2 separate regions of the Ovis aries genome follow, and region 1 is linked to region 2. The links are chromatin contacts, called in public Hi-C maps. All regions are on one chromosome and are shown on one strand. The core of a region is the stretch at or near the end of the contact, and the rest is flanking DNA. Distances in the headings are between cores, read along the strand shown. Region 1 holds the start of KIF14 (kinesin family member 14). Region 2 overlaps KIF14 (kinesin family member 14).

Region 1 (2,763 bases), core at 148-2,647, 36 kb before region 2:
CCATTCTAAAGGGGATCAGTCCTGGGTGTTCATTGGAAGGACTGATGCTGAAGCTGAAACTCCAATACTTTGGCCAGATGTGAAGAACAGACTCATTGGAAAAGACCCTGATGCTGGGAAAGATTGAAGGCAGGAGGAGAATGGGATGACAGAGGATGAGATTGTTGGATGGCATCACCCACTCAATGGACATGAGTTTGAGCAAGCTCCAGGATTTGGCAATGGACAGGGAGGCCTGGCATGTTGTGGTTCATGGGGTCACAAAGAGTTGGACATGACTGAGCAACTGAACTGAACTGAACTATCCGTTTCTACTTATAAACTTTTTTTACTTGTTATGTTGAAAGGTATCTTTATATCTTCTGTCATATTTAATGTATTTTTGTAGTTTACTACATTTTATTTTCACTATTGTGAACTATGTATGAGTTTAGAATTTTTATGTATTTGTGTTTGTTGGTCTTCTCCTTTGCCATAGCTTCTTTTGCTCTCTAGACTTGATTATTTTCCCATAGACCTGATAAATACTACATTCTTTTTTTCTGATGGTTGCTCTATAACTTAATTTCAATAAATTTTAGAATGATTTTTAGAGAGAGTTTTAGAACGAGCATTTTATTATACATTCAATTTTTCTATGCATTCAGAGTCCCTTCTAATTTCTCTTTCTATCCCGCTGAATCCAATTTCTTTACCTGCACTTTTCGCTATTTAAGAAAGTTACTTTAAAATATCTTTTCGACTAGAGCTCGTCTCGTTCATCTGGTTAGTTTTCAGCAAGTATACTTATCTTTTCGTGCTTCAAAACCTTATTAGGATTTTTCTAGAAACCGAGTTGTATCTCACGGGGTGGGCTTGTAATTCTAGTTGCACCGCCAGCTAGCTGTCTAATTTTTCACAAGTTTAATTGTAAACTTCAGCCCCTCATTGGTAACCTGGGGGATCATGTTAATATTTACCTGGTAAGGTACTCAGGATTAAATGAAAAACTTCCATCTAAGACATTCAGCGCACTTCCTATCACTAGGCTTTGCACTCGAAATCCTAGAAAACCGTGAATGGCTGTGGCTACCGAGGGGGCACGCAGTTATTTCTGCACAGAGAGGTCCGGGGGCGACGCGGACGGATGGTGCTCATTTTGCTCCGGGGCTGGACAAGGGCATCAACGTTCGCGTCCTCCGCCAAGCACCCCGAGCGCGCCCCCGCCGCTCGAAGTCCGCGCCCCCGCCCCCTCGAGCGCGCCCCCAGCCCGCAGTCCGCGCCCCGGCCGCCCGCGTCCCTGCGCGGCGCGCCCAACCCAGGGGGCGGGGCCGTTGCCTAGGAGATGCGCGCGCGTTTCCGGGAAGACGTGCGTGCGCGGCGCCCGGCAGCCAATCAGAGGGCGGGGCGCGTATTCAAACCGCGGGGCGGCAGCGGAGGCGTGAGCGGCGCGAGGAGGCCAGGAGCCTGCGAGGTGGGGGCTGTGGTCCGGGCGCGGCGCGTCGGTGCGGGCGAGGGTGGGGTGGGTGGACAGCTCGGGAGTCCGGGAGGGCCGGGGGTCCCCGGGGCCGGGTGCGAGGGTCTCCAAGGGGGGCGGGCCGGGGTTCTCCCGGGAGGGCCAGGGGCGGGATCGGGCCGCGCCCTCCCCGCCGCGGACCCCTCGGAGGGCGTCTTCCGGGCGCGTGGCCGCCGGGCGGCGGGGTGGCCGCTGAGAGCCCACCCCGGGGTCTGGGCACCCCTTCCCTCCAGTGTCCCGGGGCGTACCCCCGCCCCTCCTCAGACCCCGAGCTTCGTGCTCCTTGTAAATAGCAGCCGGTTTTCAGCTGCGGGTCAAGTCCTCGGTTTCTTCTTGTTTCTGTATTTACTTCCGTATCAGGAAATCTTTAACTAAAAGATTGCCTGCTTTTAGTTAGAAGGTGATGGGAGATGCTTCGATCCTGGCATGATTGTTAGTGATTTAGAACTTGCACAGGTTACTTAAAAATGAACCTCTGTTGTTTTGTACCTCCAGAGTCATGATCTCTGGGGTTGATTTTAAAAATACGACGGTTAGTTGCTGTATTAGCAGGACGAGTCTCTGTGGGAGCAGTAGAGAGCTGCAACTCACGGCGAGCTTCAAGTGGGGACCAGCCCCAGGAGAGGGGCAGCTGGTTCCGCCTCCCAGATTGTGTGCGCTCAGGGGGACCGCGCCGCCAGTCTCCTGAACGTTTTGTTTCATTGAAGAATCCTATATGGTAGGATCCTATATGGTCCTATATGGTAGCCTGTTATGTGTGCAGTAGTATTATGTCTAAAGAACAATGTATATGCCTTCATTTAGAATACTTGGTTGGTAAAAACGGTAACCATCATCAGAACCTTCAGGAGTCCTCCTACTAACATCAATTCCACTGGCCACAGATCGCCTTGACCAGTAGCATCTAATGGAAATGTTTAAAGTGTGGGAATTTCCAGAGCTGGGACGCAGACCTGAAGAGAGCAGATGCTCACTTGGGAAAATGGCACTGACTTGTTGACACATGGTTGCTACAAACATTCAGTTTGTAACAAAAATGCAGAAGGGGCAACAAAGCGAAGCCCCTAAGCCAGATGAGGCCTGCCTGTGTGGAGAAAAGGAGGGAATTCAATGACAGCGGGTCAGAGGAGAGGGACAGCCTGGGTGGTGATGGCCTCCTAGTGGCTGAGCTGCTAGTTTTTCATTGACTGGGCCGTTGCTGGGTGAGGATGAAACCTTTTCTTCCTCTTTGCCCTGGGATGTGAAGTAGCTTCTTCCTGTAGAGTCTG
Region 2 (3,151 bases), core at 457-2,956:
TGTTTTGGCTCCTCTCAGCAGTCCCCACCCAGTGCCGTATTTCACTTTCTTCTGTAGTTTGCTGTTTCTGGTCGCCTGTGGGTTGGACCAGAAAACCGTGTGCGTCAAATGAGAGCCCTCCTCAGGGGCTACGTTCTGGGCGCTGTTGCTTCCAGAGGTGCCAATGAGCTCTTCCACACTTTCTGCCTACTTCTGGCTTGGGCGGTGCTTAGAAAGTTGTTCTGAGAGTCTGTCTCCCTATGGTGTGGCAGACGGACTCTGGGAACTCGTTGGGCTTTCCCCTCCCCCGGTTGTAGGGCACCTGGAGCAGGAGGTGTTAAGGAGGAGCTGCCGGGACCCTCCTTCCGTTGTTTGCTCTACGGCTGCCTGCTTTTCCAGCGTGTGGTTTATCCCTTCTGTTTACTGTGTTTATGTTGTTTTGCTTTATGCGACTACCGTTGTTTTCACCAGTTCACACTTCCTTAGGTGTTGCATGAAGTCAGTGGTTGCGCGGGCTCTGTGGTTTCCCTGTTGTCTGGTTCCGTAGCTGCTGGGCTGTGACGGATGGGTACTGTTGGGAAGCTGGCTGAGCCCCTCTGCGGGGCTGTCTCCCCCTTGCCGTGGAGAAGGGAGGCTGTCGTGAAGTGGGAGTAGCCTGCTCGGAATGCATGCCCGGTGCTGTGCAGTTGCTTGCTCTGATGCGTTTGTTTGCAAGCGTTGTCCCTGGAAACGAGCCTCAGGATGGCCTTTTTCTGTTGACACAGGCTTAGTGGGGAAATCCAGCCCTGTTTACCTGGACTCAGCGGAACCCTTCCTTCCTGGCATTTGCAAAGAGTTGATCGGCTCGTCGTTAGAGCTTCTTGGACAGAGTGATGATGAAGAAGGCACCGTGGCAGACAGCCTGATGAGCAGTTTCCTCAGAATCCACGACGGGGTACTGGCCGTGTCCAGAGCCCACGAAGAGCAGGACGAGGACAGTCAGTGTAGCTGTAAGCGTCCGCACCGACCTGTCCGCGGGGACCGCCGTGTCCTGCGCATCCTCAGTGGCATGGCACCTCTGCCGTGCATTGTCTGACGCTCGTGTTTGCGTGGCGAGCGTCTGTGAGCTCTTTTACTGGGAGGTCGTTTCTGCTCATCACTTTTCTTCTTCTTTCCAAGTGTTCACTGACCGAGCAAACCAGTCGCTCGCAGTCCAGGTGACAAGCGCGTTCGAGCAGCTTGCGGTGCTGACGGGACCCTGGGTGAGCGGTGTCCTCCTGGAGGCTGGCCGGGCGGCCCTGCTGGCCGAGCTGCGGCAGGAAGTGAGGACGCTGGGGAGCCGCTTGCAGCTGTTTCTGCAGGTAACGGGGCCGTGGGTCCCCTTAGGACTCCTGCTCAGCAAGTGTCTGTTGACTTCCTCCTGTTTGTGCCTCGCCCAGGCCCAGACCTCTGTGGGAAATCATGAGACTGGGTGTTGAGCAATTGACTTAATGAACCAGAGCTGCCAGGGGTTTCTGTGGGCCAGGCTGTGGCAGTGCTGTGCGGTTTATGAGTAGTAACTCCTCTAGTTTTTGCTGTAGCCCCAGACGTGCACGCTGGTCTGTCTCCTCTAAGGAAGGGAAGGCCAGGGAGGATGTGTCCAGTGTTCTCCACTGACAGGCCATAGCCTTGAGTCCAGAGTGCTCCTGACGCCCAGGCCACAGCCAGGCTGGGAAAGGGGGCGGGGCCTTGCTCTGGGCCTGGGGGAGGGGTGGGGCCTCGCTCTGGTCAAAGGCGGTGAGTTAGTCACAAGCCTGCTGATCCGACCCAGGGCAGAGAGTATTTCTGTTGCCTCTTCCCTTAGATGAGGTTTGACTGTAGGAAGATGTAAGATAGAAGCTTCTTTTCGCTCATAGCATCTGCAGGTGGGCTTGGCTGCCTTGGGGCCCCGCTTCCTTCCGTGCAGCCCGTGGCTGGCCTGAGCTCCGTGTCCACCCTGTGTCAGCGCCCTGGGCTCTGTGTCCATCCCATGGAAGGGCCGCAGGGGAGGTCAGTGCATGGGATGGGAGAGGGGACAAAGAAGGTTGGGGCCTTGGGGATCTTCATTCAAGGAGGTTTCTGGAAATGGTCATGTGACGTTTCTATTCACACATCTTTGGCCAGAGTGTCATCACATGTAGGGCCAGGGTCCCTGGGACCTGCATTTTTATTCCAGCAGCCACGTGCCCAGTGAGGATGGAGGAGGGGAAGTGGGAGCAGAGGCCCTGAATCTTCCGATGCCCAGACCTCCACCGGGAAAGGCCCGCACATCCCAGGGGCCTAAGCGGAAACCCCGAGAGACAGCGAAGCTTCTAGATGTTGGCCAGATCCTCCGGTGCCTCCCAGGCCTTCCCAGTCCTCTCATCTAGTGGACACTTTGTCATGTCAGGCGCCTACTGGGAGGGACTCTATTGACTGACTGTAGGGTGTAGAGTTAGAGAAGGCAAGATTCAGAAAAAGAATGAGACCGGTACTTTACAGAGCAGATCACCTTTCGTGAGGCGAGAAGGGGCAGCAGTCAGATTAGTGAGCTGCTGCATTAACCCAAGGAAAGAGTAGGTATATATAGGCATATATGTGGAAAGCCACTGTCTTAAGGAGGCCTGTTCTCTCCAAGGTTGTTTGGAGTAGTTATCTCTTAAACGGCTGGGGCAAGGAATTTTGGAGATCGGCCAGAGGCTGGACCAGCTGGGAGTTGGGCGTATCAACCTTAATGTCCATTTTTTTTTTTCCTTTGGGTGACAGAGTACTTTGTTTTCCATAGAATGGTGGGGAGGACCTGGAGGGGAGTTTTAACTCGAGGCTATTTTGAGCCATGTAACTTTCCTTCACTGATCTGGAACCCGCACAGCTCGCTGCGGCCTGCTCGTCTGTTGGTACAGAAGCTGTTTGGGGGCGGCCTGTGTCCTCCTCATGCCCTCACTGTCAGAGGCTACTGGGCTGCACACTGTCTGGCTCTGATCGGACTCTCGTGAAGCACAGCTGCTGTAGGAGCGGGCGCAGAACCACTTCTTCTTGTCCTTCCCTCCCCTGGTCATCTCAGGTACCTGACACCTTGGGCCATTTTTGTCTTACAGGGATGCTCTTCGGATATTTCACCGATGGTCAAAGAGGCTCAAAAGCAAGTGATCCAAACCGTGTGCCGAGCCGTCGCGTGTGTGGGGCGGTCAGTGGC

What was found. Hi-C and Micro-C count contacts between places; a contact is called where the count stands out from the background.
Region 1: a Hi-C map of liver shows a contact between it and region 2, with 2.2 times the contacts expected there. The contact joins the promoter of KIF14 here to the enhancer-like site in region 2. A contact is called at or near these places in 3 of 16 Hi-C or Micro-C datasets (hypothalamus, liver and mixed tissues).

What each region holds. Positions count from the first base shown.
Region 1 is chr12:78,692,075-78,694,837 of ARS-UI_Ramb_v3.0, reverse strand. It overlaps KIF14 (kinesin family member 14), which reads left to right and starts at 1,397. Exons shown (of 30, transcript XM_042229316.1): 1 at 1,397-1,453.
Region 2 is chr12:78,656,361-78,659,511 of ARS-UI_Ramb_v3.0, reverse strand. KIF14 (kinesin family member 14) reads left to right here. Exons shown (of 30, transcript XM_042229316.1): 24 at 744-968; 25 at 1,138-1,319; 26 at 3,054-3,151. Among named protein-coding and RNA genes, the nearest start is that of KIF14, 36 kb to the left of the region's middle. Within about 2 kb of position 1,706, at least 4 of the 54 cell types and tissues checked have an H3K27ac peak or open chromatin away from gene starts, as enhancers often do. A contact at or near this core is called in liver, where this site is marked.